2 separate regions of the Mus musculus genome follow, and region 1 is linked to region 2. Evidence: chromatin contacts called from public promoter capture Hi-C data. All regions are on one chromosome and are shown on one strand. The core of a region is the stretch at or near the end of the contact, and the rest is flanking DNA. Distances in the headings are between cores, read along the strand shown. Region 1 holds the start of Spata6 (spermatogenesis associated 6). Region 2 holds the start of Alg6 (asparagine-linked glycosylation 6 (alpha-1,3,-glucosyltransferase)).

Region 1 (2,700 bases), core at 172-2,671, about 12 Mb after region 2:
ATTTTTCTTGATGAAGCAGGAATTGGTGCAGCTTTGGAAGATGTTGCGTATTACTCTAAAGACCCCACATGTGCAAAGCCTGCACAGGCTTTCCAACTCAATACATACACATATATTAACAGACATATTCTAAAGGTTTAAAAATTATTTATCTCTGTGTTTCCATGTATACATACACATAAGTCTATCAGGATACCAGAAGTCACACCAAATCCCCTGTAGCTGGAGTTACAGGTAGCTGTAAGCTGCCCAACGTGGGTACTGGAAATTGAACTCTAGTCCTCTGGAACAGCGTGCTTTCAATTGCTGAACTACCTCTCAGTTGCTAACATATTTCAGAACCTTCATAACAGTATTGTTAATGAAAGCTAAAATATGAACGATACAAGTGCTCATCAAAAGTACATAGGATAAAGAATGTACACATAAGTCGTTGTATATTTCTGTATCATAAGGAGATAAACAAATCACAGAATATATAAGTATTAAATCTATTTAACATAAAAAAGACAAATTGAGCAGAATGTAGTTTGGAAATGCATAGAAGACTTACAGTAATGGAGGTCATTGCAGGGTTTACTATCAGGGAAAAGTTGGTAAGGCAATGCTCAAGGCATTTTCTTTTTCTTTTTCTTTTCTTTTCTTTTTTTTTTTTTTTTTTTTTTTTTTGGCTCAGTAACATCCTGTTTCTCAACTGGGTGATAAAATCACAGGTACTTTCCTCTCCATTGTTAGAATGTGCTCTAAAGTTAATGTATTAAAATTAACTTTAACATGGACTTTAACTCGACAGTTTGTTAGGTTCTTTTTATCTTTGAAGGTCTATGGCTAGGCTCCTCTATTCTGTGAGTCTGTTATTGAGAGTTCAGCCTGGGCAACAGGCATTGAGATTTGCGTAGTGGTGAACTAGACAGGAAATCCTGAAAGGAAATAGGGGCACACTGACAGAGAATCACAAAACAAGTGACTAATAAGAGGACCATAATAGTGATTCCAGAAGGCGTCTGGGATTTTACTTGAGAGATCCTGGGTTCCAGCCCTGTTTTGCCTTTGTCTTGGGCGATATTTTCCTATTTCTTATATTGGTTTTGTAAATTGTATCATAAAATACAAACTCAAGGAAGATTACTAATTATAGGATAGTTAGGAAAACTGAAACTACAGGTGTCAGCCTGTAGTTTCAGTTTTCCTAACTGAATTTGCTCATGAAACCCAGGGTTCTCAGTTCTGGGTTGAGGCCCACAGCACAGCTAGCTGTTCCCTTTCCTATGATTTGCACTCATAACTTTACGTCACAGAAGAGCCGCTCAGCCCCACCCACTGAAGCCCCTCCCACCACAATCCGGGCCCCGCCCACTGCCTCTTGCTCCGTAGTGTCCGGCCTTGGCGTGGCTCTTCCGGCCCCGCCCCTCCAGGCTGCCATGACAACGAGTCCGCGCCCCGCGCTCAGCTGCTGTTCGGGCGGGACCCAGGCTGGACCGCGGGCCCCGGCCTGGGGGCCACAGCTGCCACCTCCGCCGCCACCTCATCTCCTCCCTGTCCCTCGTCCCGCCCCGCGTCTTCCCGCCGTAGTCGGGCCGGAGGCCGGGGTCCCTCCCCGCCGCCCTACCCTGCGCGGATGCCGAAGGTGAAGGCGCTGCAATGCGCCCTGGCGCTGGAGATCCGCTCTGTGAGTACCGGCCCTGTCCCGCCTCAGCCTCCAAGTCCGCTGCCCGCCCCCGGCCCTGGGGGACTCCTGGAAATCTCCAGTGCTTTCCCACTCCAGCCTCTCGGGGGCCTCACCCCAACTTCCAGTTGGAGTGCTTTTGGATCTCTTCCTCACCACTTCGGAGTTCCGCTCCTGGGGCAGTAGTTCCTTTGAATTCTGCTTTACTCTTTTGGTGAGGAACTCCTGAACCCTTGCTCCAGTCTGGGGTGTGTAGCATTTCCGCTTTCAGATCCTTCCCCTAGCTTCCAGTTAAAGTAGGAACGCCTTTTCAGTCATGGTGGAGTCCCTAACTCCAAAAACAACTTACTTGTGACGTCATTGCACCAAGTTTTCTTAGTTTCTCCTCTCAGAATAAACCCAACTCCTCAGAAGCCACTTCAGCTCTTCCCTCCAGTACCCAAACACTCCAGACTTTGCATCCTTCCAATCCTCCCAAGAAAGACCTGGTCAGCTTTTCGGACAACTACTGCTTGGAGCTTGTAACTCCACTCATCTACTCTCAATTCAGGGGACTCTGTCCAGCCTCCTTCAGTAAATCTAGTTGAGGTGGGGAGCCCCTCCTGCCATCCAGTGAGGGGCTGAGGTCTTTCCGGGTGTTGAGAAGCCCCAACTCCCTTTGATAACTGCAGTCTCCTTCAGAGATTTTTGAAGTCCTTCAGTGTCATTCCCAAGAGACCCCCTTTCTCCCCTTAGAGGAGAGGCATTCTAGGAGAACCTCTTCAATTTCTTATTCTGCTGCTTTTCACGCCTTTATCCTTGAAATGCCCTCATTAAGACTCAGCCTACTTGTTGGTATCACTGCATAAGTAGGGATAACAGTACATATTCCCTGTCATTTTCTGGGCCTGCCCCAAGGGGCTCTCTGGCATTACCACCCCCACCCCTGTTGGCCTCCAAACTAAGCTTTTCTCTGCACTTACCCCACGCTTGCTGCACTCACTTCTTTCTGGCCTTCATTTCCTCTCCTTGTGGCTGCAGCAGCCCTGAACTTA
Region 2 (2,700 bases), core at 18-2,517:
CATAATATTCTTTCCTTTAACCTTGCTGTCCTGCACACTTCCTACATTACAAAGACCTTTACACATCCCCTGTCCCATTGACCCTTCCTAGTTCTCACCCTGGTCTAACCATAACTTTTCCCTCTGACACATCCATTATCACCTGTGTCTGATTTTTCTTTCAAAGCTAAGGTGGCTCATTCAGGAAGAAGCCTTTCCTGACAGTTAATAGTTTACACCGAGTCCAAGTCTTGTCTTAACTCCCATGGACTGTGGTGTGTATACTACTAATGTGACAGTGTGCACTTCATTGTGCTGCTTTCTATTCTTTTTTTGCATGGGAAATGCTTTTTGAAGAGAATTTTGTGAGAGCAGAGACTCCAGTGTAGTCAAACAGGTGAGCTCTAGGTTGAGTGAAAGACTGTCTCAAAATGTAAGGTGGGGATGGATAGAGAAAGACACCAGCATCGACCTTTGATCTCTTCAAGTACACACAGGTAACACATACTTCTTCCCCCACCCCCAATTCACCTCCCCCAGCAATACTCAATATTTGTTTTCACTTATGTCAGAGTTGGTGTCTACAAAATGGCACAAATCAAAAGCAGGGTGTGAGGGAAGGAGGGGGATATTATTTTTGGCAAATGTGGGAACGGATGGTTCAAGTTGCCTGATGGGGCATGTAGTGTCTATTCTGGGACGGAGTTTTTTTTTTTTTTTTTTTTTTTTGGCGGGTCAGGGACAGGGTCTTGCTGTGTATCTCAGGCTGACCCTCTTACTCTCCATCCTCTTGCCTCAGCCTCCCTAGAGGTGAGAATGTCACCGTGTGTAGCTATTGCTGCTCATAGGCTCAACCCAGAGGCTCTAGAAACGGTTTCTCACTAGAAGTAACTTCTCAACTTTACTGGGGCAAGTAGTCTTTGCTTAGCTCTAAGAAAGTAGGCTGGCTGCTGTAGGGCACTGACCCAGGAGGAAGACCTGCCACTCGGGATGAGGACTGGCCAAGGGCTCGCCAGTGCGAAGAGCGCAGGAGCCGCCCCTCACAGGAATCCGTGGGCTAAGCAGCCGCTCAAGCTTTGGCCGTGGTCCCGGGAAAGAGGAGCAAGGGGCTTTCCACCTGCCCCTGACCTAACCCCAGCCGCCAGGCTTCTCGAATTCCAGGGCTTGCACCCCGCCTCCCGCAACGTGGCAGTCTAGCTCTCCCAGTCCCGCCCCTCCACGATGACTCCGCCCACCACTCCGCCCCCTCGCCTTACGGGCTCGCTCCCGTGAGCGCCGCTGGGAGCGCGCGTGCTCCTCGGGCTGTGAGTGCGCAGGCGCATTCGCTGGTTCTCTGCGGGCGCCAATTCTGGAGAGCAGAGGCTGGTAAGAGCCTGGGGTTGCCGAGGTCTGGAGGCGGCAGGCGTCGGGAGGTCCCGGCAGCCGGCTCGAGCGGGCTTCTCGGGGGCTTGTTGGGAGGTCTCGCCCATCCCCGAGATCCCCGGCGTGTGGCTGTCCTGCAGAAGTGACGCGGCCTGGCCGGATTGGCCTCGGCGACCCTGTCCCCGCCGTCCTGTGGGTCTGTCCCTCCCGAGGCTGATGTCCCGAGGGTACCTTAGCAGGAAAAAGAAGTCTGGGACTTGACGGTCTGGCCCCTTGTCGGGATGTGCCTGCTATCTGTGCGTGGCCTCCTGAGAAAGTTGCTGAGCTGCTCTTGCAGGTGGCACAGCAGTCGCCTGCTGTTTAAGGGGGAGATAGCCCGAATGGTGGCACTGGGAGGCAGAGGCAGGAGGATCTCAGGTTTCCAGGCCAGCCTGTTCTACATTGGAGAGTTTTAGGCTAGCCAGAGCAACACGGTGAGACCTCGTGTTTCACTGTGTTTCACACAGGACTTCCGAAAATGTAGTATCCCTCACTCTCTCCTCCCTTCTCCTGCCCACATTTGTCCACCCCGACTACCTTCTCTAGTCAAGTGGGTTCCTGCTTTCTGCCAACCGAACTCTAAGGATGGAAGGACATTGAAAGGACTAGAAATGATCTTTGCTCGCATAGCAATTTTGTTCTGAATAACAAGTGAATGGCATTTCCTCATAAGCTCGTTTGTTGGAATAACATGCTTGCAGAACCATACTGTACATAATTCTACTGGAACTTGTTGCTCATCACTCACCCAGGGAACGTATCTTTTTCTGTTTCTCAGTTCAAATAACAATATTCATTTCATCTCACAAGACCTCTCCAGAGAACCCCCCTCCTCATTAACCCTACCCCCTTAGGTAATTTTTGTTGTTGTTGTTTCTGTTGTTGATCTGTGGCTTTAAAAATGTATGGTTAAATACAATGCAGGGTGTTCTTTCAATTCTTTTTTTTTTTTTAATTTTTTATTAGGTATCGTCCTCATTTACATTTCCAATGCTATCCCAAAAGTCCCCCATACACTCACCCCCACTCCCCTCCCCACCCACTCCCCCTTTTTGGCCCTGGCGTTCCCCTGTACTGGGGCATATAAAGTTTGCAAGTCCAATGGGCCTCTCTTTCCAGTGATGGCCGACTAGGCCATCTTTTGATACATATGCAGCTAGAGTCAAGAGCTCCGGGGTACTGGTTAGTTCATAATGTTGTTCCACCTATAGGGTTGCAGATCCCTTTAGTTCCTTGGCTACTTTCTCTAGCTCAATTTATTTATTTTTTTTATTAATTTGTAGTACCATACATGTGTGCTGGCTAGTTTACTGTCAATTC

Evidence for each region. Promoter capture Hi-C pulls out the DNA fragments that hold promoters and counts their contacts.
Region 1: a contact with region 2 is called in a promoter capture Hi-C map of pre-B cells. The contact joins the promoter of Spata6 here to the promoter of Alg6 in region 2. A contact is called at or near these places in 1 of 39 promoter capture datasets (pre-B cells) and 1 of 484 Hi-C or Micro-C datasets (pre-B cells).

The regions. Positions count from the first base shown.
Region 1 is chr4:111,718,589-111,721,288 of GRCm38.p6, forward strand. It overlaps Spata6 (spermatogenesis associated 6), which reads left to right and starts at 1,422. Exons shown (of 13, transcript NM_026470.3): 1 at 1,422-1,669. The coding sequence starts at 1,619. It overlaps Gm33192 (a long non-coding RNA gene), which reads right to left. Exons shown (of 2, transcript XR_376552.3): 1 at 2,629-2,700.
Region 2 is chr4:99,714,363-99,717,062 of GRCm38.p6, forward strand. It overlaps Alg6 (asparagine-linked glycosylation 6 (alpha-1,3,-glucosyltransferase)), which reads left to right and starts at 1,268. Exons shown (of 15, transcript NM_001081264.1): 1 at 1,268-1,344.